Linked DNA regions of Zea mays: all the other regions are linked to region 4. The links are chromatin contacts, called in public Hi-C maps. All regions are on one chromosome and are shown on one strand. The core of a region is the stretch at or near the end of the contact, and the rest is flanking DNA. Distances in the headings are between cores, read along the strand shown.

The links. Hi-C and Micro-C count contacts between places; a contact is called where the count stands out from the background.
Region 1: a contact with region 4 is called in a Hi-C map of ear, with 6 times the contacts expected there. The contact joins the promoter of LOC100193375 here to the promoter of LOC100282722 in region 4. A contact is called at or near these places in 19 of 25 Hi-C or Micro-C datasets (bundle sheath, ear, endosperm and 5 more) and 1 of 3 datasets of contacts at active chromatin or transcription factors (seedling).
Region 2: a contact with region 4 is called in a Hi-C map of tassel, with 2.5 times the contacts expected there. The contact joins the promoter of LOC103639550 here to the promoter of LOC100282722 in region 4. A contact is called at or near these places in 4 of 25 Hi-C or Micro-C datasets (ear, leaf and tassel).
Region 3: a contact with region 4 is called in a Hi-C map of leaf, with 4 times the contacts expected there. The contact joins the enhancer-like site here to the promoter of LOC100282722 in region 4. A contact is called at or near these places in 3 of 25 Hi-C or Micro-C datasets (ear, leaf and tassel) and 1 of 3 datasets of contacts at active chromatin or transcription factors (leaf).

The regions. Positions count from the first base shown.
Region 1 is chr9:158,235,429-158,239,153 of Zm-B73-REFERENCE-NAM-5.0, forward strand. It overlaps LOC100193375, which reads right to left and starts at 2,035. Exons shown (of 3, transcript NM_001138505.3): 1 at 1,602-2,035; 2 at 425-785. The coding sequence starts at 1,895.
Region 2 is chr9:158,167,303-158,171,527 of Zm-B73-REFERENCE-NAM-5.0, forward strand. It overlaps LOC103639550 (receptor kinase-like protein Xa21), which reads right to left and starts at 2,185. Exons shown (of 2, transcript XM_008662290.4): 1 at 1-2,185. The coding sequence starts at 1,270. It overlaps LOC100304315 (aconitase3), which reads right to left. Exons shown (of 20, transcript NM_001361406.1): 16 at 3,882-3,980; 17 at 3,298-3,777; 18 at 3,096-3,194; 19 at 2,763-3,005; 20 at 2,498-2,670. The coding sequence ends at 2,602.
Region 3 is chr9:158,199,256-158,202,969 of Zm-B73-REFERENCE-NAM-5.0, forward strand. No RefSeq gene overlaps it. Among protein-coding and RNA genes, the nearest start is that of LOC100304315, 23 kb to the left of the region's middle. Within about 2 kb of position 1,951, at least 18 of the 20 cell types and tissues checked have an H3K27ac peak or open chromatin away from gene starts, as enhancers often do. A contact at or near this core is called in ear, leaf and tassel, where this site is marked.
Region 4 is chr9:158,364,942-158,369,058 of Zm-B73-REFERENCE-NAM-5.0, forward strand. LOC100282722 (outer mitochondrial membrane protein porin) reads left to right here and starts at 1,595. Exons shown (of 7, transcript NM_001155629.2): 1 at 1,595-1,751; 2 at 2,241-2,323; 3 at 2,827-2,894; 4 at 2,979-3,089; 5 at 3,727-3,813; 6 at 4,045-4,117. The coding sequence starts at 2,275.

The DNA.
Region 1 (3,725 bases), core at 785-3,284, 130 kb before region 4:
GGATCTAAGTGGCACCTTTCTTAGTAGTGCTGTGGTAGAATCTCCGTGTTTCGTTATATCAGAACAAAATGTCTCCAATAAATAAAATGGTTGATAGGCTGTATTAGTTTGCACGAAAACTACCGTGACAAAACTGCTTCAAAAAGCAAGAGGTAATACAGGTTTCGTATATGACAGGCTACACAACTATTGCATTAGGGTATTGGCAAAATGGTGAATGATGTGACGGACAGTGTCACGGTTGATATGAATTAGGAATCATTGCATCTTCAACTTTAGAGGAACATTCTTATGCCTCTACATTAGGAATTGTTCAGGTTTAAAAACAGTGGCATATAGGTTGCAAAACAGATGGCCAAATGTACCAACATAAAGCACTGGATAACATAGCTATAGGATAAAGGTGGTGGATCAATCAATTTACCTAAGTTCATATTTTTCTTTGCCAGAAAATACAGTGATGCACCAAATCCTGTTGCTAGGATAAAACCTGGCACATCAGGGCTACTGTACGCAGACGGCAAAGATGTCGAGCTTCCACTAGCATAGGTGAAAACCATTAGTGCACCATAAACACATGACTGGATGCCCAAGCTGCTCGAAGATGGAGTCTCAAATGTAATGGGTGCATTCTTCATGGTTGCCTGCATCCACTGTGGGACTGTCCCAGCTCCTGCACTCTTTACAGGTTTAACATCAGCAAAGCGGATGCGGTTATTAGCAACCTTTCCAGCCCTCCGCTGTGATAAGCTCTGCATAAGCAACATGTCATAGGCTGCTTCGACCTGAAACCAAAGAAAGAAATGGGAGTCAAATATGGCAACAGGGAAGTGTATGAGATTGGATACTTGAGAAACAGCCGCAACTACTTGTAAAACCGTCTTGACATAGACAGTTCAGAAATCACAGAAGGGTCTGAGTAACAGCCACAAGCAAGTGTAGTTATCAAGAGTATAACTTGCAGAAGAAAGCAGGAAGGAAATAGAGGTAGTTTATCGGAACAAGAAAGGCTATAAATAAATGTCATAAAATAACAGCAAGACAAAAAAAAAACGAGCACTAGGAACACAGGAAAACAAAGTTCCCAACATTTTTATACCCCCTTTTCCAATCCTATGGAACAGGCTACTACCTCAAAATATGGCAATACATATATGATCGTGAGATCATCTCCACCATGGATATGAAAAGACCAATACCTCTTCAACGGTTAAGCTAACCCACTGCATAGCCTTTTAGAAATCACGCATGATGCATCGCACATCCAAAATGCACGAACCAGTGAACAGCCAGTCCATCACCAACTTAACGAGCTATAAGTAAATTCATCATCCTTCCCCTCCACTGTAATATGCATTACGTGCATAAACAATTTTTGCTTTGCATTTGGAAAGTACTGCGTAGAATATATGATAATAACCCCCATCGTTTCAGACATTCCCGATTGATCCAGGCCACTTCTTAGTACTAAATTAGCAACTTCAATCGGAGGTACCAAGGAAGCAATAAAGAAACGCTCTATTCCTCTGGGCGGCTGAGCACAACAAAACGCGGGCGCGAATGGAATAATAACGAGTAGGGGGAGGGAGAGTCTCGGGAACCTGGGCGACGGCGTCCTGGTCGTCCTTGCAGGAGGCGAGGACGGCGTTCTTGGCGCGCAGGATTTCGTCGAACGACGCGCCCTCTGCGACGCCGAGCAGCTTCAGCGCGTCCTCCACCGTCATCTCGAACGGAGCCGGCGAGGAGTCATCCGCGCGGGAGGCCGACAAGCGCGGCGGCCTCCACCGCGAGCTCGGGAACGTGCAGCACCGCCCCGACGTCAAGGCCACGTGCCCGCGGAGCAGGGTAGTGCCGCCGCCGCCGCCGCTGAAAGAGAGGGTCGTCGCCGTGGCCATTATTTCTCCTCGGCTGCGCTCCCTCGGAGTGCGTGTGCCCTGTCCCTCTGCGCGGATGATTTTCCCCCTCACACAAGGCCCTCGGAGTGTGGTATTTCGCAACAAATCTGGGCCTTTTTTGTAAGAGAAGTTTGGATAAGCTTCCAGTTCCGAGGCGAACCTTCATTTTATCGTGTAAAATTTGGATAATCTCAAAAATAACTCCTAAAAACTAATTTTTTAAGAGCATATAAAAATTATTAGCCAGAGTTTAACACTTTTTTCAACAGTTACATTAAAGATAAATCGAAAATATTTTAAACTAGACTAAATCAGCCTTTGGTCCGTGTTGATATGTTCCACGGGTGTATTGCGAGTGAAGATTTTGACACACGAGTGCAACCCGACCCGAAGTTTTGCGGGTGTGGATGTGTATTTCTATTTTAACCCGTATGTGATCTGCACCAGACCCGAAATTTGGTTTACACATTTTTTTATGCAATGATGATTAAGATACAATAGTAATTATTTTAATAAGTGACTTGGCTAATTATTCATAAAGTGTTTTGTTGTTGATTAACATGAGAAGGCTTAAAATCCATATATATAACTCAATTATTGTTGATGTTTAATTACTTATATCTAAATTATTGTTTGAAAGTGTATAATGTATAAAATTTACGGATGACCCGAAACCCAAAACTCGATGGATTTAGATGTGCTCAGGTAGGGGTGGATAACGAGCCAGCTCGGCTCGGCTCGTTAAGGTAACGAGCCACGAAGTCAGTCCGGCTCAGCTCGTTTAGCTCGCGAGCCAGAGCAGAAAAAAATAATATGTACATAATAATTATTTTTAGTTAATTTCAAACTAATTTAACAATAGAAAATAGTAATTATACTCATAGTTTCACAAACCACGTCAATGTAACACCAAATTAACACAATTCATCACTCATTAATTCACAATTCACATACATGTTCATCAGTTTAACCCATAATTATATTTGCATAGACCAAATTAACACATAGACATAGTTCATTAATCATTAATTTAATTTATAGGCCATAGACACCTCACATATATATAACATGTTCATCAATTATTATGTAAATGATATGCATATAGTTTCGTTTGCCTGAAATATGGTAGCTTGTTTAGTTCGCAAGCTGGCTCGTTAACATACCGAGCTGGCTCGTTAACAAATCGAGTTAGGATGTCCACTTAACTCGTGAAAAAAATTCAAACGAGCTGAACTGACCATGAACCGAGCGAGTCACGAGCATTTCGTCCAGCGCTATGCTAGGACGGGTTAACGAGCTGGCTCGTTAACAAACCGAGTTAGAATGTCCACTTAACTCGTGAAAAAATTTCAAACGAGCTGAACTGACCATGAACCGAGCGAGTCACGAGTATTTCGTCCAGCGCTATGCTAGGACGGGTTTGTAAGGTTGCGTCAATTGTTGCTAACGATAAAAAATTGAAACACTACGGGAGTAGACAATCAGCAAACGGACATGAGAAGCGGTAAAAAAACTGGCCTGGTCTTGCGCACGCGTGTGTTTCGGACGACTTCAAATAATCCCCTTTTAAGTTTTTAAGTTATAAATGAGGAAGTTTTAAGGATTATGAAAAAGTTAAGAATATTTTTTATCTTTTTGTTTCAGTTTCTTTTCAACTTCTATCTACCAGAAGCAGAAGCTATTGTAGATGTCGGGGACCATAATTAGGGGCACCCTCAAGGCTCCTAATTCTCAGCTGGTAACCCCCATCAGCATAAAGCTGCAAAGGCCTGATGGGTGCGATTAAGTCAGGGATCGGTCCATACGAGGGACTCGATCACGCCTCGCCCG
Region 2 (4,225 bases), core at 935-3,434, 200 kb before region 4:
CATGGAAATAGTTCAGATTCGGAAGGCTGCTTCCAATGTTAGGTGGAAGAGTCCCATTCAGGTTGTTGTATTCTATATCCAGACCCCAGAGAGAGGAAAGATTGTTGAACAATAGAGGGGGCAAGGGGCCTTCTAGTTCATTGTACGACATTTCGAGTAGAGTGAGGGAGTAGAGGTTGCCAAGCGAACTGGGTATGGAACCTGAGAGATTATTTCCTGGCACAGAAAGGTATTGTAGCAGCTCAAGGTTTCCTAACGATTCTGGGATCTGACCAACTAGAGCATTTTCTTCGAGATCTAGGAGTACTAATGAAGAGAGGTTGCCTAACCAAGAAGGGATGGTCCCTTGGAGTTTGTTTGCCCCGAATTCAAGCACACTAAGCGACGAGAGGCGTTGCAGTGGTAGAATGCTTCCTTGAAAACTGTTTTGGAAGGCGTAAAGAACCGTCAACGCTGACAGGTTTCCTAGTGAGCTGGGGATCGTCCCTGAGAAGTGATTTGCACCTAGGTCCAGCAAGTTGAGGTTGGCAAGGCTGCCTATCTCTCTTGGGATTTCTCCGGTCATGCTGTTAAATCGCAGGACTAGTTCCTTCAGATTTACAAGGCCTGCTATAGTGGAAGGGATTCTCCCCGTCAGTCTTTTTCCCCCGAGACTGAGTAGCTGCAGGTATTGCAGGGAGCCTATCTCGCTGGGTACTCCCCCATGCAAACTGTTGTCGTCGAGCATGATCTCTATCAGGTGGCTACAGTTTGAAAGCGACGGTGGGATCTGGCCAGATATGGAGTTGTGGTGAAGCTGTAGAGTCTCTAGGTCATGGATGTTACCGAGCTCCGGAGGCAGGATTCCATGGAAGCCATTAGATGAAAGGTCGAGCCGCCTCAGGTAAGTGAGGTTTCCTAGCGCGGGGGTGATGGTGCCAAGCAAGTTGAGCTCGGGGAGGTCCAGTGCCACCACATGGCCCCGGCGATGTCCCCTCAAGCCGCACGCCACGCCGCGCCACCGGCACATGGGAATGGACATGTTGCCCCACGAGGCTAGGGCTCTCGTATGGTCGCTCCCCACGAGGGACTTGAACGACATGAGCGCGAGCTCGTCGGAGGAGTGGAGGGCGTGTGCTGATGCATCTCCATGGGCTGCGTTTTTGGCGAGGCAAATTAGGGAGAAGGCGAGCATGTGGAAGATGAGCATCATCATAGTGATGCTGATTATATGTTTCTTTGCAGACAATGCATGGTGCTTATTATATTCTGGATCGGATGGAGTTGCCATTGCGACGACTGACCCGAAGAGGGAATGTCAGGCTTTTTCCTGTTTTAGTCATGCTGCAAGAGCAAGACTGGCGTTGGATATCTTTGCCAGTCAGAGTTTGGTTGGCGACCACCAATCTAGCACTGAGGCTCTACCTAGTGTTGTACCTCTTTCTATTTTTTGTCTACTAACCCATGGTCAAGCTTGGTCAACTGCAACAGGTTGTATATAAAAGACGGGGGCATCCTTAGGCCCAGCTGATAGCAGTTAGTTTGTATAATCCTTTCTAAAATATAATTCGTTTTAGACTAAATCTGTATTCATTCAATAACATATGAATATAGTTTGTATTCATTATCATTGCATGGTGCTTATATTGTGGATGGGGCTAGGCACCACTTGCCATTGCGACGACTGATCCGGAGAGTCCTAGTCATGCTGCAAGACTGGCGTCGGACATGTTCGTCAGAGTTTGCTTGGTGTCCACCAATCTAGCACTGAGTCCTTGTCTTGGTTGGAAGGCCTTTTGCTTTTGAGTGCCATTTAGAGATCCTTGCAATTGAAATATATTTTGATAATCATAATTTATATACAAATAAATTGCATGGTATAGGTTGCAATATAGAAACAGACCATGGACACCGATGAAATCTTTTTTTCTCTCTCGTAACGTGTGAATTTAAGATAGAAGATTTATATCTAGATTTTGAAAAGTTTTACAATGTTAAATGCCGAACCAAGTAATTTAGTCCATCAAGTATATTTCAGCCGCTGAAAGGGTTCTCTACGCATCGTTTGCTTTTGCCCATCATGGAGCCACTCCCAAAATCACGTACCGACCTCGCATCAGTTGCCTTGGCCTGCTGAAGCTGCTTATGTATCCTGTCATTGCTTCAGGGTCATTGCCAGTCGCTCGTGAAAGTGAAACGTTAGCTGGTAAGAGGCAAAATACACTCACTGTAACAAACAGCTTTCTGTAACAATCATTTCCAAATCGCTTGAAGCAAATGGAATAACCGTTTCACCAGTCAAAAAGGTTCGTAATACAAAACTCAAAATAAAATCAGCTAATCGATTGTTTGCAGTACTAATTTGAGTACCACCAGATAACAAGAACCGCTTTGAACTGCGTCAGTGTTATGAACTAGTGTCATTTACAACATAGGGAATCATCTGCCAAATGTATATTCAGATATTGCAGGAGTTAACATATTATTAACAGTGTCTTAAAGAAAGCAAAAGGTTACTAAAAGTTCAGACAGCTCACTCTGAGAAACTCAGAGGTTATTATAAGTACTCAAAAATGGGTCGTTTACACCAATTACGATTCACCGCATCGCAATCATCTCAATCTACTGTTCCGCAATCTTTCTGATGACATATGGTAGAATGCCACCATGGTCGTAGTAAGCAAGCTCCACCTGGAGGTGATCAGTAACGGAAACATCAATAACCAGGATACACATAAGCAGCATCAGCGAGTAATGCATGGAAAAGAACAAGCATACGGTACCTCAGTGTCGAATCTGAGTGTGCAAGTGAACGACTTCCCATTATCAGTTGTCACGGTAACATCTTGGCCAGGCTTTATCTCACTCACATTGGTTGGAAGGTGGACCGTGTAGCGCTCATGGCCGGTTAGGCCCAGGGTGTCTGCATCCTCCCCTGCTTTGAAGCATAGAGGGATGATTCCCATGCCAGCAAGATTGCTGCGGTGAATCCTCTCAAAGCTCTTTGCTATCACAGCCTTCACTCCCTGTAATCAAGTGAAAGTAATCCCGTTAGCCATTAGTGAGACTCAGAAGGTTAGTTTAGGCTCAAGAAACTATTGTGGAAGCATCGTTACCTGAAGCATTGGGCCCTTTGCAGCCCAATCCCGAGAGCTACCACTCCCGTACTCGGCACCAGCCAGGATAATAGTATCATGCCCTTCATTCTTGTATTTCTATGGCAAGCACCAAAACGAAATTGGAGGGGATGGAAATTTAGATGTCACATAGATGTAGCTTGTATCACTGAAGTAGAAAATATGAGCTAGAATTATATACCATAGCAGCATCAAAAACTGAAAGCTTATCCCCAGATGGAACATGGATTGTCTTGGGTCCAACCTCACCCTTCAAGAACTTATTCACGAGACGAATGTTGGCAAAGGTTCCCCTAGCCATGATCTCATCATTTCCTCTTCGGCTACCATATGAGTTGAAGTCCTTCCTTTCAACACCACGCTCCTTCAGATATGTTGCAGCTGCGCTGTCTGGGTGAATGTTTCCGGCAGGCGAGATGTGGTCAGTTGTGATACTGTCACCAAAGTTCAGAAGGCAATATGCATCCTTCACTGGTCGCGGGCCAGGAGGAGTCATTGTCATATCCTTGAAGTAAGGAGGCTCATGGATGTATGTAGATGATGGATCCCAGGGATAGAGAGTGCTTGTTGAGACTGGCAGCTCATTCCACATAGGATTTCCTTGGGTGATGGACTCATATGTGCTCTTGAACATGTCAGGAAGCACACTTGACTTGACAACCTGACAGAATTAAAAGCACAATCATAAAGCCCATTCTGACTATAAAAGGTTTTACATCACAAGTGAAAGGAAACATAGTCCAATATACAGTGCTGGGTGCTGACCTCGGCTATCTCTTCTGTTGATGGCCAAACATCCCGGAAGTAAACCTCTTTCCCATCTTTCGAGATTCCAATAGGTTCTTTCTCAAAATCAATATTAACCTAAGCAGAAGTCGCAATTTACCAGCAAATGAAAACAAGAAAACAAGTTCAAACTTTGACTTGGAAAGTAAAATATTTTGTTGATGAAACAAAAAAGACAAACTATCTACATGATGATGAAATATTAGAGCATAAAAATAGTAGATGCATATACAGCTTTAAAGTTCCATTGGTTTGTCTGTTTCAACTACACAAGTTGTATTTGTTATTGTATTATAACAGCATTTTATTTAAAAATGTGTAGG
Region 3 (3,714 bases), core at 701-3,200, 170 kb before region 4:
AACCAACACTCTGAAACTATGCGATCACGTCTTATAGTGTTTTTAGTGAGATCCGATCGCTAGTTTTGTGTTGTAATTGTGACACTATGTTCTTGCGCTCATTTCTTTTTTTGCGTGTGTTGATGCGTTGTGCTTTTGTGTGCATATTATTTCTCCCTTCCCTATTCTAGTTTGTGATTGTGATCATTTTGTAAGGCTGTGAGACACTCCAAATTGTGGAGATTCCTCTCAAAGGAGAATACTGATATAAGGAAGAAACAGTGGCACTCAAGTTTGATCGTTAGATCACTTGAGAGGGTTGTTCAAAGGAGGACACCGCAACGTGGAGGTGGGCTTTGGGCGAACCACGAGATAAAAATCATTGTCTCTTGTGTCATTTACTTTATCGCGATTTTCCCTTCTTCCTAGTTCTATTTATTCACTTGTATTATTGCTCTTAGAATCTTTCATATCTTGAAAGAGCAATCAAGTGAAGGGAATTGTTTTCTCTTATTCTCATCTAAACTTGGTTTTAATTTGCTTTACCTTAATCATTAGACCAAGTTTGTGTTGCTTTAAGCTATTTTTTTGCAGGATCACCTATTCAACCCCACTCTAGGTGCTCTCAGTATTCCTCTCACACAAGCACGAGAGTCCAACGCTCCATCTTGTTCAGCACCACATTGGACGTAAGAGACTTTCTCGAACATGGGAATGAAGCCACGACGCTCAATGTGTGTTTTGTTCAGCTTTATGAATCGGTAGAATAGATTTCTAAAAGTCTATAGATTTTCTCTAGTTCGATTCAAAGTCGCATCTTACCCTAGATTTTCTATATTTCCCTAGATTTTCTATATTTATGTCATCTATATTACTAAGCTATCGTGCTCTAGTATAATCTATAGTTGACAGTTTCAACTAAACAGATTTTAACTTTCTCACAACTCACGTCAATTTTCTCGCAACTTAGCGTTATAATCCGATTTTCAAGATTCCACGGTTGAACCAAGCAAACTCTCAGTGTTGACCGTGGACCCAAATAAGGGTTTATCGGTTTTATGATGTTTAGGGGGTATAAATGTAAATCCTTTAAAAAAGTAAGCTATAAAAATATCGGGCAGCGTGTAGCTCCACAAAATTGTCGTTGGACCTGGAACTTTCCGGCTCACGATCAAAGCTGCGGCCCATGTTTATGCAGGCTCAGCCCAGACACGTGAGACGGCATACATATGTTCTTGACTTCTTACCAATCTGAAATCTCCAGTAGCCCAGCCAACATCTGCAGGCCGGCCACTCGGTACTTCGACATGACTGCAGTCTGCGGATCGCTGACTAGGGATGGCATCTGATACATATCTATATCCGTACTTATTAAAAAAATTATATTTGTCGGATTATCCATATATACTCATAGCTTTATACGTATAAAATCTTATCCATGTACTCGTTGGGTAACCCGTACCCACCAACAAAATCTTAAATTCCAATATACCAATCACTCAAAATATTAAATAAGCGTACAAAAAAGTTCAACTTCACATGTGACAAATCATATGATTACATAAATTGGTAGCTAGATAAATAATAACTAGATAAGGGTTTTATTTTAGCTAACATGTACTCTATTAGATAGTTATAGAGATATTGATGTAAATATATTTTATCCATAGGTAGGCGGGTCCGAGTAGTACTAACCCGTACTTATACCCATCTACCCAGCGAATAGAAGTTCTTATCCATTAATATACCTGTAAGTAAAGAAATCATCACATATCTACTTTTATGTCGGATAAAACCTGTCGAATATTCGGGTTTTGGATACCCATTACCATCTCTATCGCTGACCAATCTCCGTTTAAAACAGTCTTTTTTTCACGAAAGCAACTCAAATGAGAACTCCAGTACTGAAACCATCTGCTACGCGCCTACGCCTGTGACGCGGACGAATGGTGCTGCCTGCAGGCCGCGCCGCACTGTTGGGCTACAGGCCATTGACTTCCCGGGCCGGCCCGTCCACACGAGATCACCTGGGGCAGAGTAGAGATGGCAACGGGTACAAACCCGCTGGGTTTTGCCGTCCCAAACCCGTACCCGTGAAAAATATCTATGCCCATTAAAAAACCCGTACCCGTGACGGGTTTGAGATTTTGCCCAAACCCGTACCCATCGGGTTAACGGGTACCCATGGGTTACCCGCGGGTTTCATCTCCAATATAATTATCTTCTCATAATCAATAAGTATCATAATGATTAATGATATCATGATCCAAAATCTATGTAATGAACAACGAGTTCATGATTTGGTATAAAAATTATTAGTAGAGGGAATGAAATACAAATAATAAGTTGTATAATTAAGTGACCTTGCACTAAGTTATCCATCCACCACATATATAACGCTAGTAAAAACTATAATAGCAAGCAAGCAACACTCTCACCGATTACTGATACATTCACCAATTGTTAAAAATTATGAAGCAAATAAGGAATAACAAGTTTGTTGTTCGTTTATAAAATAAAATGACAATATGCACTAGGTTTGGTCGGGTTTAAAAAACCCACGGGTTCACAGGTTTGGGTATTATAGGAACAAACCCGTACCCATAAACCCGCTGGGTACAGATTTATGCCCATTAACAAACCCACGGGTATGAAAATTGGTCCAAACCCGTACCCTAATGGGGTAAAAACCCATCGGGTTTCGGGTTTCGGGTACCCATTGCCATCTCTAGGGCAGAGGCATGCAGTGAAGTGGTCACGTGGCGGTGGCGCCGTCCCTGTCACAGGCTATGACTGTGACCCGGTGGAGTATGTGAAGTTGTGAACTGAGAATACCAGGCATGAAACTATCAAGCGCTGTCAGCAGATCTCGGCGCTTACGTGAGTTGTACTGGTGAGTAGAGTAGAAATTGTTTGTTTCGGTTTTTTTCTAACTAGATTTTCTGAAAATCTAGTTTTGGAGAGAATCTGGATGTGAATAGAATCTAAATATCAAGGAGATTACGTGCATAAGATCTAGAAAGCGAGGGATTGCTGTCGTGAGGACTCGATCGATTTTGTTTTTATGTTAAATTTGAATGATTTTTATAAAAACTAACAAAAAAAACTAGAGCGTTTGAAAGTATACAGCAGCTTTTGCTGGTACGAAGCTAAAAAAAACTCAAATAAACAGGGCCACGTGACACGCCGTGCGATGCACGGCCAGCACCACCTACTTTTATCGTCAACGCGTACACGACAGAGAGGAAGACGGAAGACCGCCGGCAGGTGCAGGTTGCTACTCGCCTGGTATTCGACTCCCCCACACTGATCGCATATTCGCATATACTAAACTCTAGTCTAAATTTCACATATCAATTAAAAAAATAAACATAAATTAACTATATAAACTATGGATAATTTATAAGATTATTAACGTCAAATTCGATCGTCCACTAGGGCTAAATCATCGATGTTGTCACGGACTAAAGACAGAGGAGGAGCGCCAGGATTACAACATAAAAGTATCGACCAATTCATCAATATTATATAGTGAAAAAATACCGTATAATGTTATCAAACTTGTTTCTAGACTTGGCCACATTCGACACTAGATGTGCGGAATAAGAATTTTAGTTCTTTACGAGCTATTCTAGTCTATGAGTTCTTTTTTTAGCTAATTGATTTGCTGAATTAAAGTTGTGACACAATAACAATATCAAGATAATAAAGAAGATGTCTTGATGAATGTCTGAT
Region 4 (4,117 bases), core at 345-2,844:
GGTGAATATTAAGGGTTGCTATGGTGGCGGGCTTTCAGAGTTTGAATCCAAGAGTTGTTACAGCTCCGGTCTGAGATACTATTAATCGAAACATGTAAGACTGGTTATCAAATGCACATCTATTGAGTCTGTGGGGGTAAGGAGGTGTTCATTAAATTCATTGCTCAGTCAATACCAACTTCTGCTATGATGGTGTTCGAAATTCCAGAAAATAATACCAACTTCTGCTATGATGGTGTTCGAAATTCCAGAAAATGTTTGCGTAGGAATCACATACACTATCTCCCAAACTGGGTGGGGAGATGACAATGAGGATAAGAAGATGCATTGCCAGGCGTGGTGGAAGATATTCCAAAAGAGAGGGGTGGTATTTTAGATATGCAGAGTTTCAGTTTGGCTCTGTTAGCACAGCAGGTTTGGAGGCTTTTAAGTGACACTGTTTCCTTGTGTGCCATACTTAGAGCCAAATGCTATCCCGCTCACATACGGGAAGCTGGTGCAAGCTAAACTGAAGAAAGGAAGTTCATACACATGGCAAAGTAAAGTATGCTAACAGGTCCGGAGTGTTTCAGGAGAGGATGTGTGTGCCGTATAGGTTACCACATGGGAATAATATAGTGAGTTCACTGAGTGGTCTAATTAACATGATCACAAGAACTTGGGGTAATGAACTGATCATCCTTTCTGGGAGTTGTATATTTGGTGGGAGAGTGCATGGCTCTTGCCGTAGCTGCTATGGGGGGAAAATTCAACATGCAAACTTATTCCTCTACGGCTCCTCTGCCCCCTCACATTTACCAGCTGCAGCTGCAGAGCTGCATAGATAGAAGTTATAAGAAATAGTATCAATTACTTATAACTTCTGTTTTACGGCTGGTAAATGTGAGCGGTTGCAACGGAATAAGTCTGTGTCTGATATGCATAATTTGTATAGTTTTTTTTTCCAGCACAGGAAAATGATAAATGACAGATAAAAGATATATATCTACTATAGTTAAATGTGGGTTTCTTTGTGCGTCTCCTTGTCCGGCACAACGTATTTAAGTGTGAGTTCCTTTGTGCGTCGTATGCGCATCGAGGGAGTAAATTTCCCGTCCAACATAGAAAATATCAAAAAAATTTGGGTGTGGAGGATTCAAACTTTACTCGGTGTAAAGCGTTTGTCTTCTACCACTATAACTCATGTCTGCTTGTGTTATATAAAGATCTTTACTATATTTAAGTGTGAGTTTCTTCATGGGTCGTCTTCTCTAGGAAGCGTTTCTCTAGGGTGTGGATGATCCGAACTTGTTCGCTTGATATAAAGCCCTTGGCTTTTATCACTGCAACATGTATGTTTGTGTTATATAAAGAACAGGTATTAAAAAATATAAACATATACTAATATTTTTAAAATATAATATAATAGTATTTGAATAAATATCTTATTAAGTAAGATCTATTATATAGAAAGCGTAGAGGAAATAACCAGTATAAAGGAAACGGAGAAAGAAATTAACCAAACAATCGGTTTCATGGGCCGCTCTCCCAAGAGAAAGAGAAATCGGCCCAAGTAGCGAGCGCGCAGAAGCTAGGTGTCAACAGCTCCCGAAGAATCGGTGATCGGTCTCCTATGTTCACACCTGTTTGCTCTCTTTTCTTCCCCCGTTCACCTCGCGTGCGCCACCCACCTAGGGTGACCGCCGCCGCCCTTCGCCCAGCCGCCCGGGTTGCGCTTTGCCGGCGACGAGCGCCCACCGCACCCCCACCATGTATGCCCGCCCCCTTCTCGTCTCCTTCCTCTATGCAAACTGCAAAGCTGATTTAAGCTATTTGGCTATCTGTATGTATCCGGGTCGGATCTGAGCAAAGTGTATACACGTATGTATCATGCCTACCAACCTCGATTACATGCGTACACCCATGTCCTCTATTGGTTCCGCCCCTGGTTGGCGCCGTAGCACTTGTTACCACCAGATTTAGGTGCGGCCGCAGCCGCAGAGTGTTTTCCAGAAATTTTGGAGAGCTTCTAATTCAGCTAAACCCACTCTACCTTTGTCCGTCTCTAGTAATGATAGATGTTGTTCTAACTGAAAAGTACTGGTCCTTCCGAGCAAAGATCAATTGGTTGTGTGTCGCGATGCTAGCTTTGAGGAATCGTGCTGGATGATTGGTTCAGGCTCTAGACAGCTCGCTATGCTGCCTCTGACTATGTTGATTGTTTATGGTATTAACATGCACCTGTTGTTTTTTTCTGACAGATTGGTCACTGGAGGATTGCTGCCGTTGGTAAGGATGAGCAAAGGCCCAGTTCCGTTTGCCAACATCGGGAAGAGAGCAAAAGGCAAGAACCTTCTTCTCAACAGTCTTTACGGGCCTTAGTTTTCAAGCGGCGCACATCCTGCCATTCTATTCACTTTTCAAACGATGTCTAGTGTACTATTGATAACTTGTGATGTTCTGGTTGGGTATAAGAATGCACTGAATGATTCTCCTGGTAGTAGAAACCTATATAATCATCACTAGATGCCTAATACTTAGTTCTTTTCAAGTCATTCTCTTAATTTATTTTGTACATTCATAGAGAAACCACACGTTATTTTGGCGCAGTATCCTGTGATGGATAAGACATGGACATATAAACATAAACTCAATCTTGTGAGAGCTCTGTCTCTGTCTATCACTGAACATTCTATACTCTATAGAATGGCAGTTATTTCATATCTGTCGGGAATAGTTGTGAAGTACTTTATCTGTTTTGGTATGTGGTATGACAAGTACACATACATTTTTTGTCAGATTTCTGTGCTAGCAAACTTCATGTATTAATACTTCCTGTACTTATAGATCTTCTGTACAAGGACTACAACTTTGACCAAAAGTTTTCTTTGTCGACGTCTAGCGGCTCTGGTTTGGTAAGATGCTCACACCTGTTGTTTTAGCTCCTTGCAGAAACTCTTTGAATTTATTTTTCTGATAACATGCACCTTTTCTCATAGAATCTCACAGCCACTGGTGTAAAGATCAACGAAGACTTCATTGGTGATATACGGACACAACATAAAAGCAGTAGAACTACTATTGATGTCACCGTTGATAGTGATTCTAAAGTAAGTTTCATTTAAACTTTGCTTTTCTGCATCTGTAAGTTTTTTTTTTTGCGAGCCTGGTAGGATAGGTTATTTGTTTTCTTGATCAGGGCTGGCACTGCTATAACTAAGTATCCTGCATGAGATGTAAATATATCTTGGCATAAGAAATATTAAGTTCCTTACCTTATATCCTAGGGATACATGCATTGATTATAGTAAGCAGCAGACATACACGGCTAATAAATTCCTTGGGTAGGATATAGTGTTAAGTGTACCTAGTGCCTAGTGGTAAGCATCTGGTGATTCCTATGTATTTAATGGTAAGCAGCAGACATATACGGCTAATAAATTCCTTGGGTAGGATATAGTGTTAAGTGTAGCTAGTGCCTAGTGGTAAGCATCTGGTGATTCCTATGTATTTAATAGGGCCTCCTTCCATTTTTAGGCTAAGGTTTGCGGACCTAAAGAACACGTGGATTTTGGAATGTGAGTTTTAGACAGATGAGGATTGATATATTGTTTTTATTAGCTGCATTTGTGCATCCACAATAATTTTCTGCTTCATATTTGCTTTTGCTTTAGTTATGGCTCTTCTCGTATTAGCATTGGACATCCTGCATATTTGTTCTTCTTACTGGATTGCGCTTGGTTGCAGGTGTCAACCACAGTCACTGTTGATGAAGCACTAACTGGTTTGAAGACTTCATTCGCCTTCAAGGTTCCCGATCACAAGTCTGGGAAGGTTAGTATTTTTGGAATTGAAGGAGTAAACATTAGCTTTGCTGAATACAGAAAATGACGGTGCAATATGTGCAGCAAGTCTTAACTGAGCTGTATTTTACTTGCATACTGTGTCTATCAATTACATCAATGGCTTATTACCTAAATTTCAACCCACCAATTTTCATTGAAATATATTTTTTGTTTGCTAGTACTTATTTCTCTATCTCTCTCTCTTTTTTTTTGCTGGCAGCTTGATCTGCAATATGCGCACAATCGTTTTTCATTGAACTCGACCATTGGTTTGACATCAGCACCTTTGGTTG